Linked DNA regions of Mus musculus: all the other regions are linked to region 2. The links are chromatin contacts, called in public HiChIP or PLAC-seq and promoter capture Hi-C maps. All regions are on one chromosome and are shown on one strand. Each heading gives the region's core, a stretch centred on a gene start, on an enhancer-like site or on the middle of the called end of the contact. The rest is flanking DNA. Distances are from core to core; before and after follow the strand shown. Region 1 holds the start of Tmem68 (transmembrane protein 68). Region 2 holds the start of Plag1 (pleiomorphic adenoma gene 1). Region 3 overlaps Tgs1 (trimethylguanosine synthase 1). Region 4 has its middle 29 kb from the start of 2210414B05Rik.

Region 1 (3,348 bases), core at 470-2,969, 360 kb after region 2:
ACATAAAATTCTGTTAAGGATACTGGTTTTCTCGACTTTCTGCCAAAAAGGCACTTCAAGAAGACTCTAAATGGAGGAGTTCCTTTCCTCTCCCAAGGCTTCATATTTTTCACTGTCCATCCTGCCAGATTGCTATCAAAGCACCACAGACATGTCTCTTATCCAGTTGAGTTAACTGAGTAATTGTGCAAACCGCTACCTTAGTGCAATATTGATCTCTTTTGCTTAGAAAGTGAATTCAGCGCAGCCTGGTCCCATCTTATATTCCATTACCTACCAGCATCTAATAGGAGCATAAAAAAGAACTTTACTGAATTAAATGTACACCTGAGCGTTGGGAGTCATTTTTGTCTGCTTCTGTAAAAGCCTGTCTGTTAGGCGGAGTCAAGGCAGGTCAGGCTGACAGATTTCCTGGCCTGCCAACGGCATGGAACAAAAAGCTACAACTGAGGCTCAAGGAGAGAGGCTGAACGTTCGATTAATCTTTGTGGAAGGAACAGGGAGGCCTCCGGATGGGAACAGATATCCATTCTCTGTCAGCCATTGTCTGTGCTAGTTTGTGACTTTGTTTCCCATGATACTGTAAAGTGTATTAAGGTTATGAGAAATACATTTGGGGCCAGTGTGGTTCAGGCCTGCAGCCCTCCGGATTTCTAACCTTTGTCTCTGAGTCTTCTTTTCGGTCTTATAATCATCCTCACTCCCCCACTAGAAGACTGTTCAACTCTGAACCAGCAGGACCTGTGCAAATGAGCCTAGTACATTTTTTAAATGTTAAATTTAACATGGTGTTATATTTCTTTTTTGAGGAAACTTTCAGATATCTTCCCTCAAGTACATAATGAAAATGAGTACCTTCAAATTTAAAATTTGTCAATGCTTTTCCCACCAGAAGGTACTTTCTATTCTGGCAATTTTAAACATGAAACCAACATTTCCCCCAGAGATGTCTCTAAAACTGCCATAAACAGTTAACACTTTTATCTCAAATAATTAGACGTTTCAGATACATAAATTTTTGTTGGAAAGGATTTTACAGTTTGCAAATAGAGCTCTAATTTGATCCTTCATCTCATCAATCTATTTGTATTAGTTTACACTTCACACTCCATCTTACTGGTATAGCTCAGGATGGTCTTGAATTTGCTATCCTTCTGCATGGCCAATACCTGGGCCATCTCGCCCGACTCAACCAATGTTGAGATTGGCCCTTCATTTATGGAAACCCGAAATGACACATATAAGGTACCACATTTAAAAAAAAATCAAAATTATATTAATCTTCCCTTTAGTAATTGCAGTAGAACATTCCTTCATGCCCGCGGGGTTTCGAGTTTCTTAGACATCAGGTCATGTGGCTTTCTGGAAAGCCTCTCTCTAACTCTGCGACACCCCCATTCCTGAGCAAGGACAGAAAGTGAGAGAGGACCGTCGCGACTTACTCCACAAATGCCCGGGAGCAGAGGCAAAGGATCTTGTACTCCTCCTCGCGGTCTTCAATGAAGAGCAGCATTTCGGCCACATGGTTCCACTTCTCGCAACACATTTCGTTATCCGGGCTCGCTCTGGTGTTGTCCGCGACTGGGCCGGGCGCTGTTGCTGAAGACAGAAAGGCGTAACTCGCGCGGGCAGAGGAGCGGAACGCGCCTGGGGACGCTCGAGCCGGGAGCCAGCCAGCCGCGCTACCGGAAGCAGCGACAGCAGCTACCGGAAGGGGCGGGGCGACCGACGGTCCTACACCCAATGTGGCTCGGCCTTCTTCCTCTCAGGCAGTTAAAGGAAACCGGCACTACCCGCGTGTCTGCTTCTCCCGGCTCTGCCGCCGACCAGCTGCCGAGGTCGCCGATTTCCTGTGACTTTCTTGTCAGGTGCGTCGAGCTCCCCATGGACTTCTCCATGCTGTTCTAGCCGGTAGCAGGCGTGGTGTCCTGGTCGCGGGGCCCGGAGCGGAAAGCCGGACTAGTTCCCGGCCTCTGCGCCTGCGCCGTGCAGTATATCTACAACTGCAGTATTCCTTCCTTTCATAACTCCTAAATTCAATATACCAGTCTAGATGTGAATTATAGATAGGCATGGTGGTATACACCTTTAATCTCAGACTTGGGAGGCAGAAGCAGACAGATCTCTCTGAGATCAAGGCCAGCTTAGTCTGCAGAGCAAGTCAGGTCCACACAGATGCTGTCTCAAAAATAACTAAATGTCTTACAGCATTATTGGAGAGAGTGACTAGAGTTAGACTATGATGCAGTAGAAGAGTAGTCATTAAAAGAGTAGGGGACTTTAACCAAAAGTAGAAGAGCATTTTTATATTGAAAAACAAAATCTTTGCAAGGTAATGTACATCAGAACCCGGAGAAAGAAGCTTGAACTCAAGGGGTTTTTGTTGTTTGTTTTCTTTTTATTGATAAGTGACACATGGGTGTGAGGAGAAGGCTTATTGGTTATTCGAGTTGGTTAAAGGGACAAAACATTCACGGGTGCATGAAAGTTGTCCTCCGCCTTCACATGCTCACTCATGCATCCTCCCCACAGGGTCAGGTGATTAAAAAAAAACATTTTAAAATTCTTTAAAAAGCCAATGGCATGTAATAATTTTACATATTTCTGGGTCACGGGGCAGCATTTCAGTGCATGTAGAAGATCATGAGAAGATACATTCATGAGAAGATCCGGGGAAACGATATATTTCTCACCTCAGACACTGTTTCTTTGTGTTGGGGCATTCAAACTGTTCTCTCTTAGCTGTTTTTGGATACTCACTTTGTAATCCAGTTTTCCTACTGTGCTTTAAAAGTTAAGTCTTCCTTTTGGCTATGCTCCACACCCACTAAATCACCATGTCTATATACTTCCCTGCACTTGTCCTGACTCGCTGTTAATCTTTGAGATTAACTTCCTTGTATGAGAGACTGATATGGCACCACCCAGAGTTAGTGTGAGACTTCCCACCTCCATTAACAACAGCAAAACCAACCAAACAACCTCACAGACATTCTCAGAGGTTTGTCTCTTAGGTGGTTCTAAACCCATAAGCTGACAGTCAAGAGTAGCAACAACAGTGTTGCTATCTATTCTTCATATGTTTGATAGCCAGTGACTATTCAAGCCCCCCTTTTAATGGGATTATTTGGGTTTTTTGACTACTTAGAAATAAATCTTTTGACTCTAGAAATAAATCTACTGTTCAACTAATAGTTTTTTTTTTTGTTTTTTGTTTTTTGTTTTTTGTTTTTGTTTTTTTTTTGTTTTTTTTGCTTTGGATGTCTGTTCTTTGGAGGGCATAGTTTCCCCTATATTTTCTTTTAATACTTTAAAGGGCAAAATAACATTGCTGCCTTTGTTTAAAAG
Region 2 (3,226 bases), core at 385-2,884:
ATGTCTCCCACAGAGCTCCGCTTGATCGTTCATGCATATAATAATCTCGACAATCTGATACGAACACAATTCACACTGCGTCCTGATCATGAGATTCTGTTGTTTCATTATCATCAGCCAGAAATTCTTTTAAAAAGTATCCACACAAAACAGGCATCAAATTTGCTGCTTCAGGCTATTCCCGTTTTACTGCTTTTTATTCTGGATACTAAATGCACTATAAACATGGTTTTCCTAATGTCACCTCCTTCGTATGAATTCCTGTGTTAACAGAAAAGGAAGAGGAAATGTCAATTTACATGGAGGAGTGTGGCTGAAGGACAAGATGGAGTGCCCTGCTAAAGAGGCCTTATCTGTTTACTTTTTGAAGGTGCAGGAGTGAACAACTGTTACAACACTGTACTACTTCCAAGATGACATTCAGAAAGAAAACCAGCCTGAGGGAAGACTGCAAACCTACAGCACATCTGAGAAATAGTGCTAAAATCTACTCTAAAGGGCAAACTGCTTACCAAAAAAGTTCCTGATTTCCCACTCTTCGCAGCTTTGATCCGCAGTGGGGGAAGGGCACGTTACTGAACAAGTCCAGGCCCCCCAGGCTTCTCAGAGTCTGGTCTGTGAGTGTTAAATCCGGAAACAGAAATACAGCACACCATAAACCTGGGTACAGAGTACCAGGGACAAAATGTCAAAGTACACATCACAGGGATCTGAGAGGTCGGAGACGAATCTCCAAGAATGTAACTCCCGGACCGCACCGCCTTCCGAGGTGCCGCGCCGCAGAATCGGACGGTGGAGGGCGGGCACAGGTAAACACCACAAAAGGGGCTGGGAAGGAAGGGGGCGGCGTAGAGCGGGGACCTGGGGAGGGCAAGGAGGGGAGTGACACAATCCGGGGTGCCCAGACCTGCATGGGGTCACCTTCCGCTGCCCCGGCCGGACGAATCGCGTGGCGTGAGTAGCGGCAGGAGCATGCCGCGCCGCGGAGGGTTTGGCGCCACGAACTAGGGTCTGCCCTCGGCGCAGTGCTGTCCCGGGCCTGCTGTCCAGGGAGGGAGGGGCCGGAGACCACTCACCACAGGCCACCACTCAGCCAGCACCCGGGCCGGCTGCAGTTCCAAACACGTCAGTGGCTCACGCAGCAGGACCTTAAGTAGCGCGCACCCCAACGTGCTGCCCCCGCGCCCCCCGTTCCAGCTTGTCCAATCCACGCACGCCGCTGCCAGATTGACAGGCGCGCGGAACTCTGTGAGGTTGGGGCGGGCTCAGTTCGCTCCGCCCCCGGGCAGCGGGAGGAGGGCTCAAGCAGGAGGAGCGGGTGGGACGGCGTGAGACCCCGCCTTCTCCCCGCCCCACCGCGCCCCCCGCCCTTCAGCATCGCTCTTACCACTTCGGCCTGATGGGCAGCCACGTCAACCAATGAGCTCATCTGGACCCGGCGGCGGCCGCTCGGACTGGCCAGGCCCTGGGCGGAGCGTGAGGAGGGCGGGCACCTCGGCGGGCGGGGGCCAGGGCGGGCCGGCGGGCGGGCGCGGGGCGGGGGCGGGGGCGGCGGCCGAGCGGGCGGGGGGGGGGGTGGGGGGGGGTAGGAGGCGGCGGTGGGCGCGACGTCGGCGGCTGCGGCGGCGGCGGCGGCGGCGGCGGCAGCTGCAAGTTGAGCTGCAGGGGCAGCGCATACACTACAATGGCTGCTGGAAAGAGGCGTAAGGAAACAATTTCCAGGCCCGCCGCGTCCAGCCCGAAATATGAGAAAAAAATTATTAGAAATTCCGCGGGCGGTGTAAAGGCGGCGGACGGGCCGGAGGGAGGATGTTAAAGCTCCGCGGTGAGTTCTCCGGGGGTCCGGGGCGGCGGGGAGGCGTTTAGCGGGAGGAATATCAGGGTTATTTAAATTATGGGACTAGCCGAGGGGGCAGAGGAGCCGCGGCGGCGGCAGGAGGAGGAAAAGTTTGTGCTACTCCCAGCCCCTGCTCAGGACCCCAGAGAGAAAAATAATAATAAAAAATCAAATAAAATCGTGCGGCGGGGCTGCAAGGACTCCCGAGGTCGCTGCTGACAGGGCAGGGGGCGACGCGACTGGGGACCCGAAGGTGAGGTCGGTGGGAAAAAAAAAACCCTTTTATTCAGGGTCTGGAAAGTTTGAAAAGTTTTCCTCCTCCTCCTCCTCCTCCTCTCTGGTGCTGTGAATATTGTGACAGCGGCAGCGGCAGCAGAGAGAGCGGAAGACATTAGAGACCCGAAAAATAAGGGAAAAATTAATATAAATTCGGTTTTGAGAGGAAACTCTCCGCGTTTTCCACCAAAACATCCCGGGGGAAGGTCGCTTCCCAGAGGGCCTGGCGGAGACCCGCGGTCGGCAATATTTGGGGGGTACTGGGAGTGACTTGGGGTAACTTTGCCCCCTTTTCCGAAGAGGTTTTTCTTTTCTGGAGAAATGCATTTGTTTTTGCCCTCCTGCCCAGGTGGGAGAGCCGAGTCGGGGTGCGGGGTCCGCGGGGCGCCGGACCCAGCCGGGTGGCGACGGGGGCGTAGGGGGAGGGGGTGCTAAATGAAAGCAGGAGATCGGGACGGAGCAGGGACAGCTTGTTGTCAGTATCATAAACAACCAAAATGGAGGGAGAACTCAGGCATATAACCAAATAAAAATTGTTAAAAAATCGCAAAAAATCCCTAAAAATCCGGGATGCGCCCCCCTTTCTCGCCAAAGGTAAAAGTGTGAACCGCCTTTCCCCTGAAGTCCATTTGGACTTTGCAGGGACCAAGGAGTTAATATTTATTTATTTTTTAAAACTTTCGAAGGGCAAAAGCCTTTTATAACTCCACCGACAATGAGAAAACGTGAAAATCCAATGCAAGAGAAGCAGGGGGAGGGAGGGGGAGGTGGTAGTGCAGAAACTACTAAACTTATTGGTAATGTGGACTGATCTGAGATAAGATAAACACTATATTTGCTATTTTATAACTCCCTTTTAATGATCTGTGAGGAGGTTGCTTTTTGGGGTAGGAAAAAAAGTGATGCCATTTTCTTAATAGAGTTAATATGTGTGATTGGAAGAATAAACCTTTCCGGCTTTAGATTGCATTTTCGTCGCATTTATGCCTCGGGTTTTGTTAGTGGCTCCCTCCTTTCTTTAAGCTGGGCTCTCCAGAGGAGGGGTGGAAAGGTGCTGTTGCCCAGAGAGACTGGAGGGCAAGACTGGCGAACCTTCTGGGGAGGGGTGGGGAG
Region 3 (3,347 bases), core at 316-2,815, 330 kb after region 2:
TTTGTTTGTTTTTGTTTTTAATGTTTTCAGGCCTGAAGAAGTGGCTCAGAGGTTAAAAGCACTTGCTGATCTTGAGTTTGATTCCAGCACCTATGTTGGGTGGCTCACATCTGTAACCCCAGTTCTAAGGGATCTGGTGCCCTCTTCTGGCCTCCGTGTGCCACCCCATCTACATTCCATACATTCAGACATAGTTAAAAAAAAAAAAACCCTTAGGAATATTTTCAAAAACATCCTTATTCTTTACCTATCTTCTTACCTATATACCAACGAACATCAACTATAGGGGGTGATGATATAGCTTAGTAATTAGCAGCCACCCATCCCCTGAACTACATATGGAATAGAATTCAGTTTTGATACTATGGATTGAGCCCAGGGACTTATACATACTAATACAATCTACCACTTAGCTATACTTTCAGCCTCCTATAGAAAAAACTTTAAAAGCCAAAGAGAATACAGATGTTTGAAATAAAATAGGTATTATTAGGATATACATCTCAAAGAGCTAGAGAGGGTGGGGTTATCCTAGAGAAGGGTCAGGAGTTGTCTGGTGGATGGCTACAGGTGTATCTTATTTTTATGTGTATGGATTAGTATTCTGCACAAATGTCTGTGTACCTGTGTATGAATGTGCAGTACCTGAAGAGGCCAGAAGAGGGTGTTATACCCAGTTTTGAGCATGTGGGTGCTGGGAATTAAAGCCTAGCTCCTAAAGAGCAGCCAGTGCTCTTAGTTGCTGGGCCTCCTCTCCAGCCACCACGTTTACTCTAACACAATTGTAGGGAGGCTGCTCAGTGTTACCCTGTTATGTGAATCAGCATGAACATGATCTAAGTGCTTAATCTGAACTGAAGAGTCTAAGTGCTGCAGTTTTGTGTGGTTTTGAAAGCAAATGAAGAAAGGGTTACTACACCACAAGGGCTGAGGGGCCTGTTCTCATTATCTTATGCTCTCACACAGATTTCAAATATAAACGGTGTCTGAACCTGCTGCATGCAGCTCTCCTTAGATAACTGATATATTGAGAGGCATCCCTCTCTACTACATAGGCTTACACCTTTAAATGAAGTTTTCATGTTTGCCATGTGTGGTGACTGCAAAACCAGTGCTGCCTGGGCTTGAGACTTAAGGGAGAGAAATGAAGGCAAACAGCAGGGAACAGGAAGCAGCAGCAGCAGCAGCAAGACACAATTCAAACGGTGGTCTCTCCGCGCCAGACCCAAGGCCCTGGCTTTGTGTGGTTTTGATAGATACCTATTTCTGTAGGTCGCAATTTCTGATTAATACCTATTTCCACAGAGCCTCTCACAAAAAGATGTTTTGAACAAATTAGTTCTGGTTTTACAGTGAGTGTATGATAGCAAAGGACGCATGATCTAGAATGACTCCACAAGGAAAAGGGGAACGAGAGGTCAAGGAAATAGGAAACCCAGAAAAAGATTTCCCCAGCTTAAAAAAAAAAAAAAAATCAATGGGTACCATCTCCTACACAAACGATTCCTAAGCCAGGCTCTATCTGCATACTCAGCTTGGCAGTCAGTAGGACATAGCATAACCTCTCTGAAATGGAATTTAATGTCTGCTAAAGATACATTTATGAATTCAGACAGCAGATTCATAACCAACTCTTCACACTCTTTCAAGCTTTTATTACTCAATCTTTTTTCATTTTAAAAACCTCACACAGATATATTTTCTCTCTTAAAAAAAAAAGTGACTTCCCATTGCAGTTCATTCCATCTACACTTCGTACCAAGTCATTTCCTTTATCATTTTCTAGCCTCATTACTCCCTCTAGAGGCAGAAAACATGAAGGACTAGGCAGTTTAGTACTGTGTGCTTGTGTTTATATGAGTACTCACATACAAGTGGGACACAAGGGAGTGGGGTACATGCTGTGTGGAGGCCAGAGGTTGATAGCAGGTGTCTTCCTTTGTTTACCAATTGAACCATCTTCCCAGTTTCTACAAGTCTAATTCTGACAAGTTTTAAGCACAAAAACAAAAGTAAAAAGCAAGCTAATTTTTCTTTGTGTCAAAAGAAATTTAATCACTAAATTTTCATACTGAAATGTGGCTTCTAGCCAGGCAATGTTGGCACACACCTTTAATATCAATTCTGGGAATTACAGGCAGGTAGGCAGGTGGATCTCTGAGTTTGAGGCCAGCCTGGTCTACAATCAGGGCATGGAAAACCCTATTTGGGGAGGGTGTGTGTGTGTGTGTGTTTTCCCATTGCTACAAAATACCCAAGTGAGTTTGTCTGCATGTACTAGGACTACACAGATCATACAGCCTCTTAGGAGACAGCTTTGGAGTATCGTGGGTGCCTAAGTCTAGAAAGTAGTTACACAAGGAATATGTTCAATGTGAAGGCTGATGTTGGAAACTCACAGCTCCAAAGAATGCAAGTGACATTCATATACACTGTCTTGGGAAGCTTAATGCTGGGACAAGTAGATTATAAATAGATGACAGAAGGGAAGCCAGAGTTTACATTTCCTCTACTTCAGTCTAAGTGCTAGCTTTTCACGTACTCCTTTTATAACCCAGAGAATCTCAACTATGGAGCACACTAGAACTACTTGGAAAGCTAGAACAATTTATGCTTGGGCCTCACCCTGGAAAATATACCAGACAATTTTTGTCAGTAGGTCAGCATTATCCTGAGTGGGCCAGTGGTTGGAGAAATCTATTCAACTAAAACTATGAGAGTCTTAGATAAGACAGAGAAAACACAGGTAAAATACACACACCTAACTTTATAAGGAATGAATAGCCATGAGTTGAAGGGACAGACTGGGAGATTAGGAAGGAGAAAGTAAAGTCTAACACACTAAAATCACAGAGGGCCAGCATGATGTAAACAGGTGTTCCAGTAAAAGAACAAGAGACGTGAGGACAGTGAAACTGTTCTGGTTTAAGCTAAAGGACACTTGCTTCCTTCTTTTTTTCTCCTTACTACTCACAGGAACCCTCCTGATTCTGCCGAGTACTGGAATTATGAACCTCTACACCTTCCTAAGATCTCGTCTCTTTAACTGAGTTACTATTTTCCAAAATACAGAAAGGCAGGCCTTGGATGGTTGCCATGCAGCACCTGTAACATGACATAACTGGTCATCCTGTCAATCCATCTTCATAAAACCCTAGTGATATCATCTCCTTCTCAGGAGCTGTGGTGGTGGAGGGATGTAAGACATCAGTTAGGGACTTCTCACAGCAGGTTCTCTGGTAAGGCAATTAATTACCCATTAAGTAGAGGTGTACAGAATTTCCTTAGTAATGGCTTACCTGGTCAATATCAGCATTTCTTGGAAGAAAATAAACAATATTATTAGT
Region 4 (3,529 bases), core at 369-2,868, 310 kb after region 2:
TTAGGTCATATAGTTCCCAAATAAAAGACACAATAATAATAACGAGCCTTAAAAGTACTAGATCTGGGCAGATAGCAATCCCCTATATTATTTTGTCTACCTGTCAATAACCCTGAGATATGGCTTGCCACGTTCTCCAGGGGCCTCTCTGCTCCAGCTGCTGGCTGTGGTCACGGGCATGCACTCATGATCCACCTCCCCATGGTATCTTCTTCCTCCCCTCTTCTCCTTGTCCCTGGCCCAGCCCCAAGCCTGGGAACCTTTACTCCACCCCCTCTCTTCTAGCCAGCCCAAGCTGTATCTTTATTAACCAATCAGGGATGACTTAGAAGCAGGGTGAGAGGGGCAAAGTATATATAACAAAAGCTAGTATATATGCTCTACACTGGAGCAACCAGGTCTTGGGGTACTGAATTTATCATTTGAATATAAGCAGTATCAGATCAACCTCCCACATATTTGCAACTGAATACCTGTGGAGTCCAGAGGCACTGAATTCTCTGGAGCTGGAGTTAAGAGGTGTTTGTAAGCTACCTGACACAGGTGCTAGGAACCAAACTCAGGTCCTCTGGAAGAGAGAGGAGAACCTAGTCACTGAGCCATCTCTCTAGCCCTGAAAAGACTGTTCTTGTTTGTTTGTTTGTTTGTTTATGCTGGGGTTTGAAGGCAGGTCTCCCTCCTGCTGAGTCAATGTAGTACAAACCCATACAGCTGGAAAGTTTTAATGCAGTGGTGCTGCTAAGGAGCTGGAAGATGGGTAGGGAACAGCCCCCATAGTTAGGAGGCATGGTAGAAACAGATGGCAGAGTTGAGAGTGACCAAACGATCAGTGTGAACCCAGTGGAGAAAGATGGTTTGTCAGTTGTTTACCAATTAATTATACTGGTAAAATACCAGCAAAAGTGAAAAACCAAGAATTTGGGACTGACAGAGATGGTTCAATGGGTATAGTATTTGATGAGTAAGCATGAAGACCCAATTTGCTCCTTAGCACCCACGTAAAAGCCAGGCTATGACAGTGCTGGCAAGCAGGGAAAGGAGGTCCCAGGTACTCACTGGCTAGCAAGTCATCGTCAGCAAACTCCAGGCTTGCTAAGAGACCTGTGTCAAAAAACGAAGCTGGATGGAATGGGAGAAGATAGCTGTGGCTTGATGTCGGCCTGCACCTTTGCAAACAGGGGTGCACACTTATGCATACACATCCGTGTCCTCCGCCTCCTCGTTCGCACTCACTTACACTTACACATCCGTGCCCCCCACCTCCTCGTGCACACTTACTTACGCATACATATCTGTGTCCCCTACCTCCTCACCTAGAATTTGTTTTGGTCAATCAAGTTGTCTTAGTTACGGTTTCTATTCCTATGAAGAGACAGCATGGCTATGGAAACCCTATAAAGGAAAACATTTACTTGGGATTGGCTTACAGCTCAGAGGTTTTAGTCTATTATCAGGGAGAGAAGCATGGTGGCATGTAGGCAGACACAGTGCTGGAGAAGGAGCTGAGAGTTCTGTATCTTGATCTGTAGGCAACAGAAAGAGACTGTGACACACTGGCCAGACTTGAACTTCTGAGACCTCAAGGTCCACCCCTATAGTGACACACTTCCTCAAACAAGGCCACATCTCCTAATAGTGCCTCTCCTTATGAGGCTTTGGGGGCCTATTTTATTCAAGCCACGTAACTGGTATGGTATTGGTTTTCTGTTGCTGTGTAACGATGATTTCAAACTCCGCAGGTTAAATCATCTGTCTCCATTTAAGGACCAGGCCTGATTTCCTAAAAGGCCGTAAGGCACCAGCTTCAGGATCAGACCATAACACCCAGAACAAGATCATAAAATGCCTCCTCAAAGAACAGCCTGGGGATAACCACAAAAATGGGGAACTATCTCAGAATGCGCCATCTGTGCTGGGCAGCCCTATTTCATCACATGGTTGAACATTCATGACATAGGAATGCAGACTACCGATCACCCGTGACCTCCTAGCATCTACCAATGACATTTTCAATTACCTAATCCTTCTAGAGAGTCCTCCCCTGCCCCCATTCCCTATAAGAAGGCCTGTGTGCCTTTGTCTGGGGTCACCATTTCAGAGAATGGCTGACCCCCGCATGCTGGTTGTTTCTGCAGGATAAACACTATTTGTTTTTGCCTACTTGGTCTTCCTTCAGTGATAGGACCCTTACATAAGTTTGAGTCCAGTCCAGAACACCTACATAGTGAAATGTTGTCTCAAAATAACAACAAGGAGCCCTGAAGAAACCATAAGAGCAAAAGAACAACAAGAAATCTTGAAAGCTTTTTGAAAAAGTTCAGTTCTGGAGAGATGAACGACGACTGTGCCAAACTCGTTTACTTTTTCTCCAAGGTGAGAGCATGGGGCCACTCCAAGAAAGAACATATTTTCTAGTATTGGTATCCATGTTTGTGCAGTGAGGTACAGAGACCAACAGTCTGCCACAAGGGCTGCAGTACTGGACTAGAACTCGGAGGAACCTCTTCAACTCCTTTGGCTGTCTTAGGTAGGCGCTCAAGGTTGAACAAGATGTCCACAGGACAATTCAGATGTACTGGCTCTAGAGAGATGGGGCAGACATCAATCATACTCCATTTAACCATGAAGATGTATCCAGTCCCTTAAAAAGAGCTGATAGTGCCATATGTACCATAGTATAAGGCAGATTCTTAGGAGCTGTTCACATTGTAAACAGATGTGCTTCCATGGTCTCAATGGTCACAAAACAAAAACAAAATGTCCATACACTGATATACCGACTGGATATTATATGCTTGGCCAGTCTTCCTCAGAGAATCATTTGGCTTTCAAAATTGCCTTATATATGTTGAATATCTTCAGATATATGCATCCATTTCACTTTAAATATTTCTTTAGGGTAGACTTTCTGGAGTTAGACACAAGGTGAGTGATTCAGACAAGATCAAGGGCAAAGGCCAAGTAGACAGGATTATGTAGATCAAGTCAGTGACCAAAGGAGCAATAGAAATTGACGGGGGGGAACTCAACTCAAACCACGCACCAGAAGCGCAGGGTATTGCTCAGCTGCCTGGGCTTCAGGCCAGTGCTGGAGGCGAGCTGTCCACAGGTCTCCATTCTATTTGTTTACTGCTTTGCTTAACAAATGACACAGGATGAACTGATAACAGGATAGCCCATGACCAAAGAAAACTGTTTCTACTTCAACAGGCCAGTCCTGGAGGTGACAATTCTTACACTGTTCATCGTGAGTTACAAACTGACATTTGAAGGTTGTTTTCATTGGAATTGTGAACCATGAATGCTTGATAAGCCTATGCATTTAATATATATTAATTTTGGGAGAAGAAAAGATTTCTTTTTGCATACTAGCATTTCTTTGTAAAAGTGACTAAGTATTTCAGTGTATTTATTAGAAACACAATGTAAAGAAAATCACTGGAAAGAGATGCCCATTGGACAGGCAAACTTTATATGCCCCAGTACAGGGGAACGCCAGGGCCAAAAAATGGGAATGGGTGGGTAGGGG

What was found. Promoter capture Hi-C pulls out the DNA fragments that hold promoters and counts their contacts. HiChIP or PLAC-seq counts read pairs in DNA pulled down with a chosen protein or histone mark.
Region 1: a contact with region 2 is called in a promoter capture Hi-C map of pre-B cells. The contact joins the promoter of Tmem68 here to the promoter of Plag1 in region 2. A contact is called at or near these places in 17 of 39 promoter capture datasets (the 3T3-L1 cell line, 3T3-L1-derived adipocytes, the C10 cell line and 12 more), 1 of 15 datasets of contacts at CTCF or cohesin (embryonic stem cells), 10 of 484 Hi-C or Micro-C datasets (CD4 T cells, CD8 T cells, bone marrow-derived macrophages and 6 more), 15 of 115 datasets of contacts at active chromatin or transcription factors (the 230-238 cell line, the SCID.adh cell line, bone marrow-derived macrophages and 8 more) and 2 of 9 other capture datasets (adipose tissue and liver).
Region 3: a contact with region 2 is called in an H3K4me3 HiChIP or PLAC-seq map of bone marrow-derived macrophages, with 4 times the contacts expected there. The contact joins the enhancer-like site here to the promoter of Plag1 in region 2. A contact is called at or near these places in 15 of 39 promoter capture datasets (the 3T3-L1 cell line, 3T3-L1-derived adipocytes, the C10 cell line and 10 more), 4 of 15 datasets of contacts at CTCF or cohesin (embryonic stem cells, large pre-B cells, pro-B cells and 1 more), 101 of 484 Hi-C or Micro-C datasets (the 3T3-L1 cell line, the 63-12 cell line, B cells and 56 more), 15 of 115 datasets of contacts at active chromatin or transcription factors (the 230-238 cell line, the NIH/3T3 cell line, astrocytes and 6 more) and 4 of 9 other capture datasets (adipose tissue, embryonic stem cells, liver and 1 more).
Region 4: a contact with region 2 is called in a promoter capture Hi-C map of pre-B cells. The contact joins the enhancer-like site here to the promoter of Plag1 in region 2. A contact is called at or near these places in 11 of 39 promoter capture datasets (the 3T3-L1 cell line, the C10 cell line, the HPC-7 cell line and 9 more), 1 of 15 datasets of contacts at CTCF or cohesin (large pre-B cells), 24 of 484 Hi-C or Micro-C datasets (B cells, the BV-2 cell line, the CH12 cell line and 15 more), 9 of 115 datasets of contacts at active chromatin or transcription factors (the 230-238 cell line, the NIH/3T3 cell line, bone marrow-derived macrophages and 4 more) and 3 of 9 other capture datasets (adipose tissue, embryonic stem cells and liver).

Annotation. Positions count from the first base shown.
Region 1 is chr4:3,573,224-3,576,571 of GRCm38.p6, reverse strand. Tmem68 (transmembrane protein 68) reads left to right here and starts at 1,719. Exons shown (of 8, transcript NM_028097.4): 1 at 1,719-1,868. It overlaps Tgs1 (trimethylguanosine synthase 1), which reads right to left and starts at 1,693. Exons shown (of 13, transcript NM_054089.4): 1 at 1,443-1,693. The coding sequence starts at 1,546.
Region 2 is chr4:3,936,813-3,940,038 of GRCm38.p6, reverse strand. Plag1 (pleiomorphic adenoma gene 1) reads left to right here and starts at 1,634. Exons shown (of 6, transcript NM_019969.3): 1 at 1,634-1,825. Chchd7 (coiled-coil-helix-coiled-coil-helix domain containing 7) reads right to left here and starts at 1,151. Exons shown (of 5, transcript NM_181391.4): 1 at 908-1,151; 2 at 513-660.
Region 3 is chr4:3,605,854-3,609,200 of GRCm38.p6, reverse strand. It overlaps Tgs1 (trimethylguanosine synthase 1), which reads right to left. Exons shown (of 13, transcript NM_054089.4): 12 at 3,300-3,347. Among named protein-coding and RNA genes, the nearest start is that of Tgs1, 33 kb to the right of the region's middle. Within about 2 kb of position 1,565, at least 8 of the 459 cell types and tissues checked have an H3K27ac peak or open chromatin away from gene starts, as enhancers often do. A contact at or near this core is called in B cells, bone marrow-derived macrophages and stem cell-derived neural stem cells, where this site is marked.
Region 4 is chr4:3,625,255-3,628,783 of GRCm38.p6, reverse strand. No RefSeq gene overlaps it. Among named protein-coding and RNA genes, the nearest start is that of 2210414B05Rik, 29 kb to the left of the region's middle. Within about 2 kb of position 1,618, at least 101 of the 459 cell types and tissues checked have an H3K27ac peak or open chromatin away from gene starts, as enhancers often do. A contact at or near this core is called in B cells, the BV-2 cell line, the CH12 cell line and 10 more, where this site is marked.